5 separate regions of the Mus musculus genome follow, and all the other regions are linked to region 1. Evidence: chromatin contacts called from public HiChIP or PLAC-seq and promoter capture Hi-C data. All regions are on one chromosome and are shown on one strand. The core of a region is the stretch at or near the end of the contact, and the rest is flanking DNA. Distances in the headings are between cores, read along the strand shown. Region 1 holds the start of Nit2 (nitrilase family, member 2). Region 2 holds the start of Cldnd1 (claudin domain containing 1). Region 3 holds the start of Cpox (coproporphyrinogen oxidase). Region 4 holds the start of St3gal6 (ST3 beta-galactoside alpha-2,3-sialyltransferase 6). Region 5 holds the start of Pcnp (PEST proteolytic signal containing nuclear protein).

Region 1 (2,769 bases), core at 139-2,638:
TACTAGTCTTTGTGAAAGATGAGACAAATACGAAACAATATTAGGGTTCCAAAAGGCATTGCTGGAGGTGGGACATAAGAGGACCACTGCCAGCACGCAGTACTGTGGTGGATCCACAGCTCCTGAAGAATGGGCAGGCTGCCCTGATACTTACAGGCAGAGAAACTATGTTGGCACCTTGCTTTGCTGCCTCCCGCACTAGGCTACAAGCCCGGGTAAGGTTATCTGATTTAATGGAAGAAACTTGAAGCTGTATGAGGGCCAGGCGGAAAGCTGGGGAAAAAAGAAAAAAAAAAAAAAAAAAAAAAGTCATCAGATCTGCCCACTAAGTTCACCCAGGGCCAGGATTCTCAAACAGGATATCAGGCAGTATTTGAACATGGTTTTTGATTGACCCAACTACTGGCAATCTAAAGGGGTATATCGACAACACTGACAAAACCTGGCTTCTGAAGAAGGCCGAAGCTCTCCTTAAAAGTATAAAAACTATGATCGCTCATTCCTTGGCTTATCCTAAATATGATGAGAGAGAAAAAAAAAAAAAAGGCATTTAGCCCCTAACACCTCTTAATTGAACAGTGCCAGAATCTGTATAAAAACAAATGAAACCAAAACCTGGCATTATTTTCAGGTTAACAGACCTTGAGCTGTCACCAGAGTATCACAGAAACTCACTAATATCTCCCCTAACCCTAGGAAGTTAGACTGCCTCTGCTCCTGAGGCAGGAAAGGATAATAAAACTATAGTTTTGTTTCTAGCTTCTTCCAAAAGCCACCCAATATGGACAAGGTCCCGACCCAGGTTAGGGGCCGGTGCAAAAGCGCCCTCTGCAGGCTTACGCAGGAAAACCCCTCCACTGGGGTCCTCCGTGTGCAAGACTTGTTGCTTCCCCTTCTCCGGAAAGCGATTAATGATTTTGAAGATGAACAAGTCGGGGCGGAGGGCACGAAAACACCTCGAGTGACGGGCCTATTACGGGAACAACATTTACATGAATATGCCAGGACAGTGCAACTATAAACTTTTACAGACGAGGAACTGCGGAGTGAGGTGTGATTATCCACCGCTTTGTGAGGCGAGGAAGTCAGAGCCACGAGTTGGACACCACCACCCAACCCGCAAGCTGACCAGCTCCGACAGCACAGGACGCCCCGCGCGGAGGCCTGTGCTCGCACGGCCAGCCGCCCCTGGGCTTCGCCGCGCCGCGGACACCGGTGACAAGAGCCACCGGCATGGCTGACCGGGGGACGCAAGGACCCAGCCGGCTCATCTGCACCGCCGCACGGAGGACCCCGCTCCCGCTGGGAGCTGGACAACCAGACCACGAGCCACTTACTAGACATGGCTCTTCCACGGTGCACCGCAGGCCACAGGGACTCCTGCCAGTCAATCTCCTCCGCAGCGTGCAGAAGGCGGGGCCGAGCCGCGCGCGCAGAAGGGGCGTGGTCAAGGGCTGGGTCGAGGGGCGGAGCCTCGATGAGCTTTGAGGATTTTACTGTTTTGTTTTGTGCTGTGCTGTAATGTAGGTGAGTAAGCCTCCGACTTTGTGCACATTCAGTACCAGTCTACATTCTTGCCTGGGCACCGTACTAAAAATGGCTCACCCTTTGCGGTTGCATACACCAAGAAGTGATAATTACAAATTCTTTATATAGGGCCTTCAAAAGCAAAGTCAAAAAAGAGAAGCCTACGTTATGGTAGTGTGCCATAAATGGTCTGGGGTAGAAAGGTCCTACTTGTGGCACAAAGGACATAAATTTCAGGTTAGATCATGGCAGTGGCCAGGGTAACGATGCTCCATGCTGACTGGCTTGAGGAAGTGCACCTGGTTGTTTTAGGCTAGCAGGACTTCAGAACCTTGCTCCTAACTGGGCTGGGGAAAGAGATAGAGTTGGTGCTAAGCAGTATTCTACGATTTGACCTTTGTATTTATTATTTAATTTTTATTCATTATCATTTATGTAAATATTTATTTTTGTTTTGAGCTTTTCCGGTTTTCAGACAGGGTCTCTTGTAGCCTAGGCTGCACTTTAACTTGCTATGTAGCTAAGGCTCACCTTGACGTCTAATCCTCCTGCTCCCACTCCTGAGTGCAGGGATTGAGTCCTGTAGCAACACACCCAGCTAGTGACATTGCTTTCTAAGCTTTGCAGTGCTTGCAAGTTAAAGTCTATACCTTGTCACATTTGCAGAGCACGGAGCCAAGGGGATTAGAGAGCTTGACAAGAGGAAAGAAAGCCTGCAGATCAGATCCCCAAAAGAAATTTTAGTCAGCTGTCTTCAGTGGGGCTGAGCTTTTCACAAACTTTGGGAGAGACAGAGAGAGCCAAACAGAGAGACAGAGAGAGGGAGAGAGAGAGAACCATAAACAGCAGTTTGAAAAGGACAAAGCAGGGCTGGAGAGATGGCTCCGTGGTTAAGAGCACTTGGTGCTCTTGCAAAGGACCTGGGTTTGGATCTAAGCACCTACATCGTCCTGAGGGGATCACAGAATTGTTTCTTCCAAGAACCTGAGAACACTGGGGAAGCGGGGTGAACAAAGAATGTATGCGCTGGAGGAAGGTGTGGGGATGGGTTGCAGTATGGCCTTATGTCTTCCAGGGTTAACATATTTACCCCATCTTCATCTTGCATTAGAAACTGCAGTGGCCTGGTAGCCATGGCAACTACTGAAGACAAAGCCAGGTCTAAGGTGACAGATCTATTGACAGCTCTAGTAGAAAGAGGGGGGAAAGGTCACAGAAACCTCACTCCCTGAGCTCAACTGA
Region 2 (2,769 bases), core at 75-2,574, 1.6 Mb after region 1:
ATCCTCAGGTCCTCTGCCTGACATTTTTTACATTTTCTTATCTATAGATTCTATTTTCAAAAGTCCATATATTGAAAACCAAAGGCAATCTTATCTTAAAGATTATGAAGTAAATTGTCCAGTGTCTTAAGATTGGTTTACTAACCTCAGTGTTGATGTTTGCCAAGTTAGTTCATCTTCATGGGCTTCAGTTTCTCTGTCTACAAACTTAGGCTGTTTCTTTTCTTCTTAAAAAATGTCTCTTTACCAGAATTGGTTGCACAAGTTACTTCAGGAAGTAGACGTCTCATGAAGGCCGGTGGATGAAGACATCTGCTGCATAAGTGCATTCACAAGTCTTACTGTGGATTCACTATTCGACTCTACACACTCATCGAGCTTTCAAGATGACACCTGAGGCAAATTACGTTTTCATTTGATGCTATCCGTGAAAATCTAGTCATGCCTTGTGGATACTGGGCTCTGCCAGAAGTCCTTTTCCAGACACAGCCTGTGATGGTGAACCGGAACCACAAGCTAAAGGCAAACGATTTCTAACTTAAAAAAAAAAAAAAAAATCTTCTCTACCTGTTTAGAAATTCCTGTGAAGTATTTGAGGGCTTAGAATCATTCCATTGCTTCCATGTCACACAGCCATCTGTCTCCGAGGCTACCCACAACTTTTTCTGTTGAAAATGATCTCTAAATTCCATTTCATATTACATTCACACTTTAAAGTAACATTTTTGAAATCTAGTATCCTTCGGATTTACAAGTTGGGTTTTTTTTTTTGTTTTGTTTTTTTGTTTTGTTTTTTACAACTGAAACAAACAGGGAACTTGATTACAGTAGAGAGCAAATAACAGATTTCTTCAAACAAGAATAACGTAATTATATCAGGTTATAATGCTAGTTTAGTTAGATCCTTAGTTACATTTAAACAAAACAGAAGAACACGTTGTTCAAATGGGAGGGACGATGTAGGAAATGGGAGGGGGGTTGATATTTGAAGAGTAGAGTTCCATTAAAGTTCATCAACTCCGTAGTACTGATTTTTAGAGGTAGGGTGTTATCGTAGGGAAAACAGAAGACTCGACGTTAGATCTCGGCTAAATCAAAGCCTTTGACTATGGTTGACCAAAGATCCTCCCCCATCACTTTCTGGAGCTTGGTCCCTCCTTTTTTGAGGTGTAACAATCCCGCAGTTAAGACTTCAGCTTTCCTCACTGATCTTCAGAGTTCTTTCTTCGGAGAGAACTACATTCCCCACAATTCCTCGCGCGTCGTCAGGCATGCTCTCCTCTGGCTCTAGCCCCTTCTCCTCCAGTATTCCTACAAGTCCCACAAGGCCCCTCGGCCCAGGGCCGCTTTGGCCCGGCCTGGGGTGGAGGTGGAGGCGGAGGCGCGGGAGTTATGGAGGGGGCGGGCTCTGCAGGGAAGTACGTCAGAGGAGGCGCGGGGAGAGTAGGGTGCTGTGGTCGGAGCTGGAGGGCGAAGCCGGTGGAGTGAGAGGATGGGCGGTGAGTTCGCGGGGTCGCGGGCCGGCTCGGCTCGCGACCTGGGGAAAGGGCTCCTTGCTGGCGCGGCCAGGCCCGGGGGCTGGAGCGGCAGGCGGGGCGGGGAGGGGCGGGGCTCCGGGCCAAGGGGCCGGGGCTGGCTGGGTTCGGGTACCCAGGGCGCTCGCCCAGCCCTGCCGGTCTCCGCCCGCCCATGCCAGGCCCTGCTGTGCGGCCCAGGGTGACTGCGCTAGGCGCAGCTTCCAGAACCCGGCCTTTAAGGTCATCCGAGAGCACCAGGATGGACGAGAATTTTGAGAATCAGAATACAAATCGCACTTGCTGGGCTATTGATGACTGTAGTCGCCCCGGTCTTTTCCCCAGTCACTCCCCATTTTCCAAACTCCGCTCCCCAGTTTGTAAGCCTGTTTTCACGGGTGCTTGAGACGAGGGGTTTGGTGCTGTCACGGTGTGCATACATTTGGCAGGGTTTGACTCAGCGTGATCTTGCCTTGAGTCATTTTACCGCGGCCATTTACTACCGCCGTGGAGCCCTGTCCACGCCTAGGGAGTGTTCAGATTTTGCCTAAGTCACTTTTCTGTTTGCGAGTAGGGATTATTTAGTTTTTATGGATCTGTGCTATATTTTAGGATATACGGAGCAGTATTACAGTTTGGGAGGTTGAGAAGTGTGTAATGGAATGGGGGGCGGGGAGAGTAAGGAGTGAAGAATCCGGTTGTGTCAAGAGGCTTGGCTTAGCTTTAATTGAATTGAAGGAGATTGATAACTAACATGGTGTTTTTGCTCTCTTTGCTATGACATACATTTAAACTTTCCCCTCGGGTTAACACCTTCAACTCTGATTTCCAACTTACACCTCACTTCTGCCCTTATTTATAATTGTAAGCCTCCCCACTAAAAAAGCTGGGGGGTCTTCGTTTCCTATTCTGCTGTCTTTTTTCTCACACAAGCCTGAAAACACATAGCATGTTTATAGCTTGTGTAAAAATCCACTCTGCATTTAAGGTGTGCACGCTGCACTGCTGACCATGGGCATGTCTGTTGTTTGTACCTGTAATGTGTATGTCCTTTTCAGTGTTGTCTGTTTTAGTATGCAGGTGATAGACTAGAGAACAAGACTTCTGTCTCCGTAGCATCTTGGGTATGTGAGCATTCAATAAGTACTTTTCATGAGAATGCCTTTTGTTTTAAACTTAACATTTGTTGCCCTTTTGTTTGTAAATTTTTTACATCGATAAATGCATTGCGTTATGGAAAGAAGGGATGGGGAGT
Region 3 (2,769 bases), core at 102-2,601, 1.5 Mb after region 1:
AGGTGTGTGTGTGTGTGTGTGTGTGTGTGTGTGTGTGTGTGTGTGTGACTGGTTTTGTTTCTTTTGAGACAGGGTCTTACTATGTCGCCCTGGCCATCCTGAAAGTCTTTAAGTAGACAAGGGTGGCCTCAAATTCATATAGGTCTACCTGACTCTGCATTCTGAGTGCTGGGATTAAATATGTGTGCCACTATGCCCTTCTAGGAAGATGGTGGCTTTTATTTTTTTCTCATACAAATCCGTTTGTTTGTTTGTTTGTTTTTAAGGATTCCAGTAAGCACTGTACATTAAGATTAAGGTGGAATCAGAGAACAGGAGAGAGAGACATCCAAACAGGCTGGAAGCTAGTACACAATTTGTTCAGGGTAAGTACACAATTAGTTATTTGTCTGGGCAAGTCTCCTGAATTTCCCATTTGGCTTATTCTTGGCTAGCTTCACATTAGCAGAGCAGGATCATAAAGGAGAAGTTTCTTACAGAAAATTAGAGAGATTCCTTTTCGTTAAAGAGCTTCATTTATCACCAGGAGGCCCAGCCAGACCCAGGCAACCTTCCAAAAGATAATTCTTATCTTTCCTTCTCTTCCAAGTCGGCCTCCAGCCAGGGCACACTACAGCTAAAAGTTAAGGGTTTCTCTCCTCTGCAAGCTTTGTCACTTCTCGTGAATTCATTTGCCTGCCACATCTGCCAGGCCTGAGCACGCATGCTGCTCCAGGTAGTTTGTGGTTGCATTTGTGTAAGAAGCAGGGGAGTGAACATATCGGTCAGAACCATACCCACTGAGCTCCAATTCCTGCTACAGCCAGAATGGAAGCTTGTGAAAGAATAACCAGTGGCCTCGATTATTATTTGTTAGTAGAAATTAGAATCATCAAGGATAGTTAAAGGGCAAATGAGCCCTTCTGATACTATAAAATAATGCTGGCAATGATATATGCTTGGAACAAAACTATTAAATGTGTGAGCTTCTGTCCTCATATTTTCAACGGGTAGGGCTATGGGGAAGAACAGAGATCCAGGATAGTAAACCGGAGTGCGAATATTTTCTCTGGATCTACTCAGGAGCCCACTACCCTGAACTCTTTGGGTAAGCCAAGCACAGGGACAAGGGTGCATCCTCCAGACCCACAGCCAGGACGAAGACAAGGGGTGTGTCTCCGAGTTGTTATTTCTGCCCGTTTGTCGTCAGCCTTCTAACCCCACTTTTGCTCACTGTGGGTGAGCGAGCAGGGCAATCCAAGGTGTACGTGACTAAAGCGCCTATCTTATCAGTCCAAGCACCTCCACAGTCCTCTGGCAGCACAGGAGGCCCGCGTGCGAGCAGCAGGACCCACCTCTGTGCGCAGGGTGCAGTCTTATCTGCTCTTTCCGGGAGCGGTCAGGCGAGTGCAGGAGGCGATAGGACGGGACTACAGTTCCCAGCAGCCTCCTCGGCTCCCGCCAGCAGCCTGCGACCTACACTCGCAGCAGCTCTTCCGAACTCCACGTAGCAGTGCTGGGGAGTCTGGGTCTCAGGACCCTGGGAGCTCCGGTGGGTCTGCAGGATCGGATTTGCCCAGTCCCGGCGGGAGATGGCCTTGCGGCTGGGCCGCCTGGGTTCGGACCCCTGGTGGCGAGCGGTGCTGGGCGACTATGCTCAGCTGCGCGCCGCGTCCCCGCGCTGCGCGTCCGCCCGCGTCTGCCAGCTGCCTGGCACGGCTGGTCCCCAGCCTCGCCGCGGGCTGGGCTACGGCCCCTGGGCTAGAGGCGGGTCCGGGCTGGGGACCCGGCTGGCCGCGACGCTGGCGGGGTTGGCAGGGCTGGCAGCCGCCGCCTTTGGGCACGTGCAGCGGGCGGAGATGGTGCCCAAGAGCTCGGGGGCGCGGAGCCCCTCACCTGGACGGCGGGAGGAGGACGGGGACGAGCTGGCCCGCCGCTGCAGCACCTTCATGTCCTCGCCGGTGACCGAGCTGCGGGAGCTGCGGAGGAGGCCGGAGGACATGAAGACCAAGATGGAGCTGATGATTATGGAGACCCAGGCTCAGGTGTGTCGGGCACTGGCGCAGGTAGATGGCGTTGCCGACTTCACTGTGGACCGGTGGGAGAGGAAAGAAGGTGAGGAGAGAGCTCCTGTTTCTTGGTTGGGCACCAGTTGCAGTTTAGGATTGGGGATTTAAAGTAGAACAGTTTTTACAGGGGGGTGGGGGTGGGGGGTGATCTGTCAGAAGGGACAGACTTGAATGACTGACATTGAGAGAGCCATTCGCTTTCTACTTGCAGATGTGGACCCAGAGGTGCCAACAATGTAGGACAAGTCACTTGAAAATATTGGCAATTCATAGTTGCACTTTTTTTTCTATAGGTTTGTTAAAGAACATCTGCAGGCAGCAAAGTGAAGCTTTCATGTTCAGTTTGTTACTGAACACGTCTCCCCCCCCCCCCCCCCCCAACACACACATTTTTTATTTATCCATCTGGGTGCATTTGTCCCTGCCCTATTAGAGGCAGAAGAAACACTGATCCTTTATGTCTGCTAGATTCCCTATGTCAAGAGTCTCCCTACTGTTTTTTGGCGGGTTATATAAGGAATATTTGATTAGTCTTCCAGTAGTTCTTACTAAATTGCATCATCAAATTTCTTGAAGGATTCCTTAGAATGCCATTCATGTTGAGTCATGTATTGGTGGCCATGTTGTTCCAAACAGAGTAGTCCTTCCCTGTTCTCCCCTCCCGCCTTAATTTTAAACTTGAGGATTTCTGACTTTTTCCAAGCTGGAAATACAACAGTAT
Region 4 (2,769 bases), core at 175-2,674, 1.4 Mb after region 1:
AAGATAGCTCCGTGGTTAGAAGCTGGAAGGAAATTCTGGATTTGAAGACCGGGAAAGTCAAATCGTCAGGGTAGCCTAATAGGGAGGCATGGCCATCTGAGGGCATACTGAAGAAGCCTGAAGGTCGGCACGTCAGGGCACTGGAGCCATTAAGGACCTGCTATTTTCTAAACCATCCACTATTCATGGCATTAAGGTGTTTCTCTTAAAAACAAACTTGACTCCTGAATTTGAAATCTACGTGGTTTCTAATAGGCTAGCACCTACCATGTCCTTCCTGTCCCATCACCTTTAAACACAATTCTTCACACCCTGGCTGCCCTTCTCCTGGCTTCCTCTAAGGATCCCTAAAAGGCACTTGGAGTTTCTTTATTTTCTAGAAATCGCTTTTTATAGATTTTTCTTTTAAATCAAAATAACAGTGCGCAAGGAAGGGGCTAAGCCCACGAGAGCTCCCTAGGCAACGACCGCAAAATAGCAAGTTTCTTCTCTCTTCTCTTAAAAATTCACAGCAGCCAAAACTGCAGTTTTCTCACCGTTGCCCTTCAGTCCAAACAAACTGTCTCGGCTTTTTGTTAGGTTTAGTTTTATTGTACCAAGAAAGATTTCTTGGAAAACTCAGTAAGGTAAAAAAGAACCTTCCAGGCTCATTCACCCTTCCTCGCTTACAGACCCTTTCAGAAATAATGGTGATCGAGGAACCATGCTCTCCTGTGGGTCTCCCACTGCATAGATTGGGGGCGATCCAGGAGAGCAGAGTCCTAGCGCCCCGGAGCACCACTCTCTCTGGGTTCTCCCTAGCAGCTCTGGGACCCTACAGGAGAGCTCCTGGCTGGTCACCCCGCACACCCTGCTGCCTGGAGGATCTCAGGGCCCCAAGGTTCCCTCATCGCTCCGGTGATTTAGCAGAGGACGAAGGGTCTGAGAGCGCGCAGAGTCCCCTTCCCTACTCCGCAGCGGTTGCAGAATCGGAGTGCCTGGGCAGCATCCCAAATCCCATGCTGGGTCGGGGAACGCAGTCTTCCCCGCACCCCCAGCTAAGCAGACCCGCAGCGTGGCCAGCCGCAGAGTTACCTGCCGAGGCCCGAGCTCGGCCACCGCAGAGGCATGCACAGGGCTCTCCGCAGCGCGCTTCTGTCTGTCCCGTGGCGTCTGCAGCATCGGGTCCCGAGCAGGCGGCGAGCGGAAGCCTGAGCTAGCGGGGTGACAAGAACGCGATCCCTTCCCTCCACCCCTACCCCCGATGTGGCGAAGGAGCAGAGCGGAGCGAGGCGCAGTGTGGCCCGGAGGCTGAGACCGCCAACGTTCCCCTTACAGCTCTCAGCGCCGGACTCTGGGTCCCCCGGCGGCTGTGTGCTACGCCGCGGGAAGCTCCTCCTTATTGCTGGCGCCAGATGCTCGGTGGCCGCCGCCCCCAAGTTCCTGCCGAAAAGTGCTGCCCGGTGGCTGCCGGTGGGCTCAGAGACCCCCGGGGCGGTAGCCGTGCTCTCTGGCTCCTACCTTTAGGGCGGGGCGGTCACCAGCCGCTTGCTCTCGCTGGGAGTCCCCGACAGGAAAATCACTGCGAAGGGAGGGCCGGGAAAGGGCGGCGGGTGGCTTCAGGACAAGGTAGGAGGATTGATTTCCAGAGCCAAGAAGACACTCCCATCCTGCCCCGGTTTGTTGGGAAAGCTGCGGGAGCAAAGGCGGGAGGCTGTAAGGGGCTCTCCTTTCAGGCGCTTATGGGAGGCAGAAAGCAACAGAGTTTAGTTTCACCCTGGACTGTCTGTGACATCAGACACAGTGGGTAATTTGGTCTCTAGCTGAAAGGGAGAGGTGTTCACAAAGCTACACAATTTCCTGCCTCTGCTCTTCAAAGACAAAAGTGTTAGCGGAGTAGGTGTAGACATATATATAGTTCATCTTATATTTTAAAAAGACGTTACCTCAGAAAGAATGAAAGGGGCACTTCTTCACTCCTTTCCTCGTTTCTTCTTTCCTTTTCTTCCTTTCTTCTTCCCTCCCTCTCTCCCTATCCTTTCTTTCTGTAGCCTTCACTAGGAAAAAGTTTGTATTAAGAAAGCCCTCAGACTTGCATAGCTCTGAATGCTTTTTAAAAATCAGTGTCTGGTCAAATACTCACATGCAATCAAATGACCTCCATCCACCTCCGGGAGAGAAGCGCTACTGTCTGGGAGGAAAGGAGCTGGGTGTAACTCAAAGCTGACAGTGTGTCAAGTGGCAGCGAAGTCCTCCCACTCGTGTGATGGACCTTCTAGTATTTTCCTTAATTATACCAACAGCCCTAGGAAGTTGCACTTGTTTTTCCAATCCAAACATGGAAAGGGCTCAAACCATTCCGATTCTTACCCTTTCTACAGATTACCTTTGACATAACTCACATAGCTTTTGTAATTATATGCTTGGCTCTTGGAACACCAGGGTAGTCAAAAAAAAAAAAAAAAAAGTCCTGGAATTTGTCCATCTAGATAAATTTTCTGGAAAACTACCACAAACTTTTAGAGTTTCTGCTGAGTTCTCCCATGCTCTCTTCATGATCTTCAAAATGAAACCCGCATTTTGCTTTATTCCTCCTGACCTCCTAGGTTTTGTGTGCTCGATTTGTTTTTGACCGCACTTCCCTGTGTAATCTAGGTTGGCATGGAAATCTCGGTTCCCTTTTTTCAGACTCTGAAGTCCCTGGATACCCATCTGTGTAGTGGTGCGATGGGGAGGGGCATTCCTAGATTCTCCTCCGTTTTGCTTTTGTTGTGTTGTTGCTTTTATACA
Region 5 (2,769 bases), core at 150-2,649, 1.1 Mb before region 1:
CACAGGACAGAATGTCCCTCAACTGAAAGGGTGGCAAGTACACTGCATACATACACACGAATTTCTTTAGACGTTTAAGGTACATTTTAGCAGTACCTTAAAACGATGTTCTCAGTCAAGGCAAAAGGACCTTAAGTTCAAGGCCACCCCAAGATACTTTAGGCTATAGTTTTTCCTCAAACTACTTTTAACATATAGAAGGTCTAAAGTAAGAACTAAAATCATTAGCTATTTTACTAGTTTATTTTTAAAAAAAAACAAAATGAGGAAGAGACCTGAGAAAGTGGCCGTGGCTTGTAATTCCAGTACTCAGGAAGCCAGAGCTAAATGAGCTCCTAGCTCAAACCGGGGGTGGGGTGGGGGCGGGGGTGTTCGGCAATTAACAAACTTGGTAGACCCTACTTTTGGCCTTTATGCGATACTGAACCTATATGTTCTCACATTTAAGTATTTCAAGGATAAGCCCGAAGAAAGCCAGAACAGTGAAAGGCTAAAACATTCTAAGCATGTGCTAATTATCCTTCCGACAAAAGGGCGTAGGGGAAAAGAGACTACGCATTTCTTTTCCTTTATGTACACCATCAAAAATTACGGGGGTAGGAGGAACGAAAAGATAGCTATAATCTGAGTTTAATTTCGCGACAAATTACAGGAAGATCACACCTTCCTACCACGCCAACGAAATATCTGACATAGACTCCGCTGCTGGCAGCCTAAGAAAGATACCGGAAAGAAAGCGAATCAAACCCTAATTTCAAGCGTTTGCTGCTTGAGCCAGATTCCCCTCTCCCCTGCATCGCCTCGACTTATGCCATCGCAGGGTTTATAAATGTTATGTCTGAAAATACAGCAGAGAGTGGGCTGGGGTCTTCCACCTCCGCAGCGAAAAAGAGAGCATCAACCCTCGTTACGTGTAACCGAGAGGCCGGCGACCTCGGAAAGCCGGCATGCGGCCAGTGCCCGCGGCGGCTCGGCGCTCGTGCGGCGGCCTGAGTGCGCAGCGGGCCCTGAGCTCTCTGCTGTTCGGACTCCCGGGCCAAGCTCCCACCTCCCTTCGCACCGCCCGGTGGTAACCGGCGGCCTCTCTGATTAGGCGACGCGGACCTCGATCTCCCCCGCGGGCCACACCGGGCGTGCCCGGCACTCATCAGGGCCCAGCCCCTGGCCGGGCGAGCGCCAGCTCCGCCGGCTCCTGCGATGCCGGAAAGCCCCCCAACCCGCCCTGGGAACCCCAAAGAAAGGCCGGAGTAGCCCCCGTAGCCCGCGACGCTGGGGTTGTGTTCACCTCCGGCGGCTCCGGCTCGCTGCGGCTTCTCTGGCTTCTCCTCTCCCGCCTTCCCGTCCGCCATCTTCCTCGCCGCGGCCTCCCCCTGCAGCCCGGGCAAGAACGTCACGGCCCCGCCCAGCAACCACAAAGCTTCGGGCGGGCCAGCGAGGCCGCAGCCTAGAGAGGACCTGGAACCCGAGACGGGGACGGATGTGACGTCGTTGGCTGGAACGAGGTGTGTGGTGACGGCTATGGAGGACTGGGCGGTGGGATGGCACGTCCGGGTTAGTACGGACTCACCGATCGTGGAACGGTGGGTTCAATCCTAGGTGCTTCCACGCTCAGCGGTGGTCGCGGCTGGTCCTTCATTTTACGGGATAGGGCTGTGTTCTTACAGAGAAACGTCAGCAGTTAACGGACGCTGTCTTAGTGTTGACACCGTCCAGTGCGGTCCGGTGTGCAATTATCGTTTCCATTTGTGCAATGACACCGAAAAGAGACTTATGGAAGATCACGTCGTAGAGCCTTACGGAAATTGGGGCGGAAGAAATTTCCGCGGCTTTTGCATTCGTGAAAAATTCAGCGTGAGAGTTGTAGCAAGCAAGCAAACATTAAAAGCAGAAATAGGTATACGTGGAGGTCAAGGGCGCTTCCTGCTGTTTCAGAGGACAGTTCAATTCCCAGTTGGGTGGTCTACAGTTAACTGATAACTCCAGTTCCAGAAATCCGACTACTAAGAGTTCACACTCACTTGCATATATTCAAACACCTGTTTAAAAAAAAATACATAAAAAACAAACAAAATCCCCGGCTACACTCCGAAGGGCAGGAGCTGTCTTTCTTACGGAGAAGGGTAGTTTGCTCTACTGCAGTTTGGAGATGTCGGCTTTGTATCTACCCTATTCCACTCATCCCTTCTCTAATAACGTTTAAAATACGCCCCAGCCCAGCTTCAACGTTCGGAATTGCTTTGAATTAGAAGTTATTCACTTCTTGGTGTTTTTCAAGGAGTTTTCTTTACTCCTATAAAACTGTCTGGAGTAAAACTGTCTGCTGGTTAAATCGCCCTATTCTTTCAAGGTAAAAGTATCCGACAGAGTTTTATCATAAAAGCTAGTGCCAGTCTTGTCTCTTAACCTTCATGGACACAATGAACAGCACAAGAGTTGTCTTGTAGCGTTCCCTGCCTCTGTGCTAGCACCAGCACTTGTCTTATACTCAACAGTAAAATACAGGACTCGTCTCTTCCAGATTGGAAACACCTGTTAAGTCCTGCCTCTCCTAGAAACCTTTAGTAGATTCATTTAGTGTCAATGAAATCCATGCATCAAGTATGCTACAGCCTCATCTGTTTCTTACTTCTTTTTCTCTATACTCATTCCTCTGCCCAAATTTGGTCAATTCCTAGCCTGTAATATACACCCAGTATTAGAGAATATAGTTCATTCTGTCCTCCAAGCAACATTGAGTGTTGCTGTCCACAGACCTGCTTTTACTTCTCC

The links. Promoter capture Hi-C pulls out the DNA fragments that hold promoters and counts their contacts. HiChIP or PLAC-seq counts read pairs in DNA pulled down with a chosen protein or histone mark.
Region 2: a contact with region 1 is called in a promoter capture Hi-C map of pre-B cells, with 7 times the contacts expected there. The contact joins the promoter of Cldnd1 here to the promoter of Nit2 in region 1. A contact is called at or near these places in 8 of 39 promoter capture datasets (the 3T3-L1 cell line, cranial neural crest, hematopoietic stem and progenitor cells and 4 more), 2 of 484 Hi-C or Micro-C datasets (muscle stem cells and uterus), 1 of 115 datasets of contacts at active chromatin or transcription factors (astrocytes) and 1 of 9 other capture datasets (adipose tissue).
Region 3: a contact with region 1 is called in a promoter capture Hi-C map of liver, with 5 times the contacts expected there. The contact joins the promoter of Cpox here to the promoter of Nit2 in region 1. A contact is called at or near these places in 7 of 39 promoter capture datasets (the 3T3-L1 cell line, HPC-7-derived erythroid cells, cranial neural crest and 3 more), 3 of 484 Hi-C or Micro-C datasets (cortical neurons and liver), 3 of 115 datasets of contacts at active chromatin or transcription factors (astrocytes, kidney and liver) and 1 of 9 other capture datasets (adipose tissue).
Region 4: a FOXA1 HiChIP or PLAC-seq map of pancreatic cancer cells shows a contact between it and region 1. The contact joins the promoter of St3gal6 here to the promoter of Nit2 in region 1. A contact is called at or near these places in 1 of 39 promoter capture datasets (liver) and 3 of 115 datasets of contacts at active chromatin or transcription factors (astrocytes, fibro-adipogenic progenitors and pancreatic cancer cells).
Region 5: an H3K4me3 HiChIP or PLAC-seq map of pro-B cells shows a contact between it and region 1, with 4 times the contacts expected there. The contact joins the promoter of Pcnp here to the promoter of Nit2 in region 1. A contact is called at or near these places in 14 of 39 promoter capture datasets (the 3T3-L1 cell line, 3T3-L1-derived adipocytes, the C10 cell line and 10 more), 2 of 484 Hi-C or Micro-C datasets (B cells and pre-B cells), 8 of 115 datasets of contacts at active chromatin or transcription factors (the 230-238 cell line, astrocytes, double positive thymocytes and 4 more) and 2 of 9 other capture datasets (adipose tissue and liver).

What each region holds. Positions count from the first base shown.
Region 1 is chr16:57,165,944-57,168,712 of GRCm38.p6, forward strand. It overlaps Nit2 (nitrilase family, member 2), which reads right to left and starts at 1,389. Exons shown (of 10, transcript NM_023175.1): 1 at 1,338-1,389; 2 at 155-273. The coding sequence starts at 1,344. Gm16892 (a long non-coding RNA gene) reads left to right here and starts at 1,426. Exons shown (of 2, transcript XR_003951893.1): 1 at 1,426-1,527.
Region 2 is chr16:58,726,586-58,729,354 of GRCm38.p6, forward strand. It overlaps Cldnd1 (claudin domain containing 1), which reads left to right and starts at 1,325. Exons shown (of 6, transcript NM_171826.3): 1 at 1,325-1,499; 2 at 2,588-2,638.
Region 3 is chr16:58,668,857-58,671,625 of GRCm38.p6, forward strand. Cpox (coproporphyrinogen oxidase) reads left to right here and starts at 1,352. Exons shown (of 7, transcript NM_007757.2): 1 at 1,352-2,094. The coding sequence starts at 1,572.
Region 4 is chr16:58,522,002-58,524,770 of GRCm38.p6, forward strand. St3gal6 (ST3 beta-galactoside alpha-2,3-sialyltransferase 6) reads right to left here and starts at 1,425. Exons shown (of 11, transcript NM_018784.3): 1 at 1,075-1,425.
Region 5 is chr16:56,028,318-56,031,086 of GRCm38.p6, forward strand. Pcnp (PEST proteolytic signal containing nuclear protein) reads right to left here and starts at 1,400. Exons shown (of 5, transcript NM_001024622.2): 1 at 1,286-1,400. The coding sequence starts at 1,349.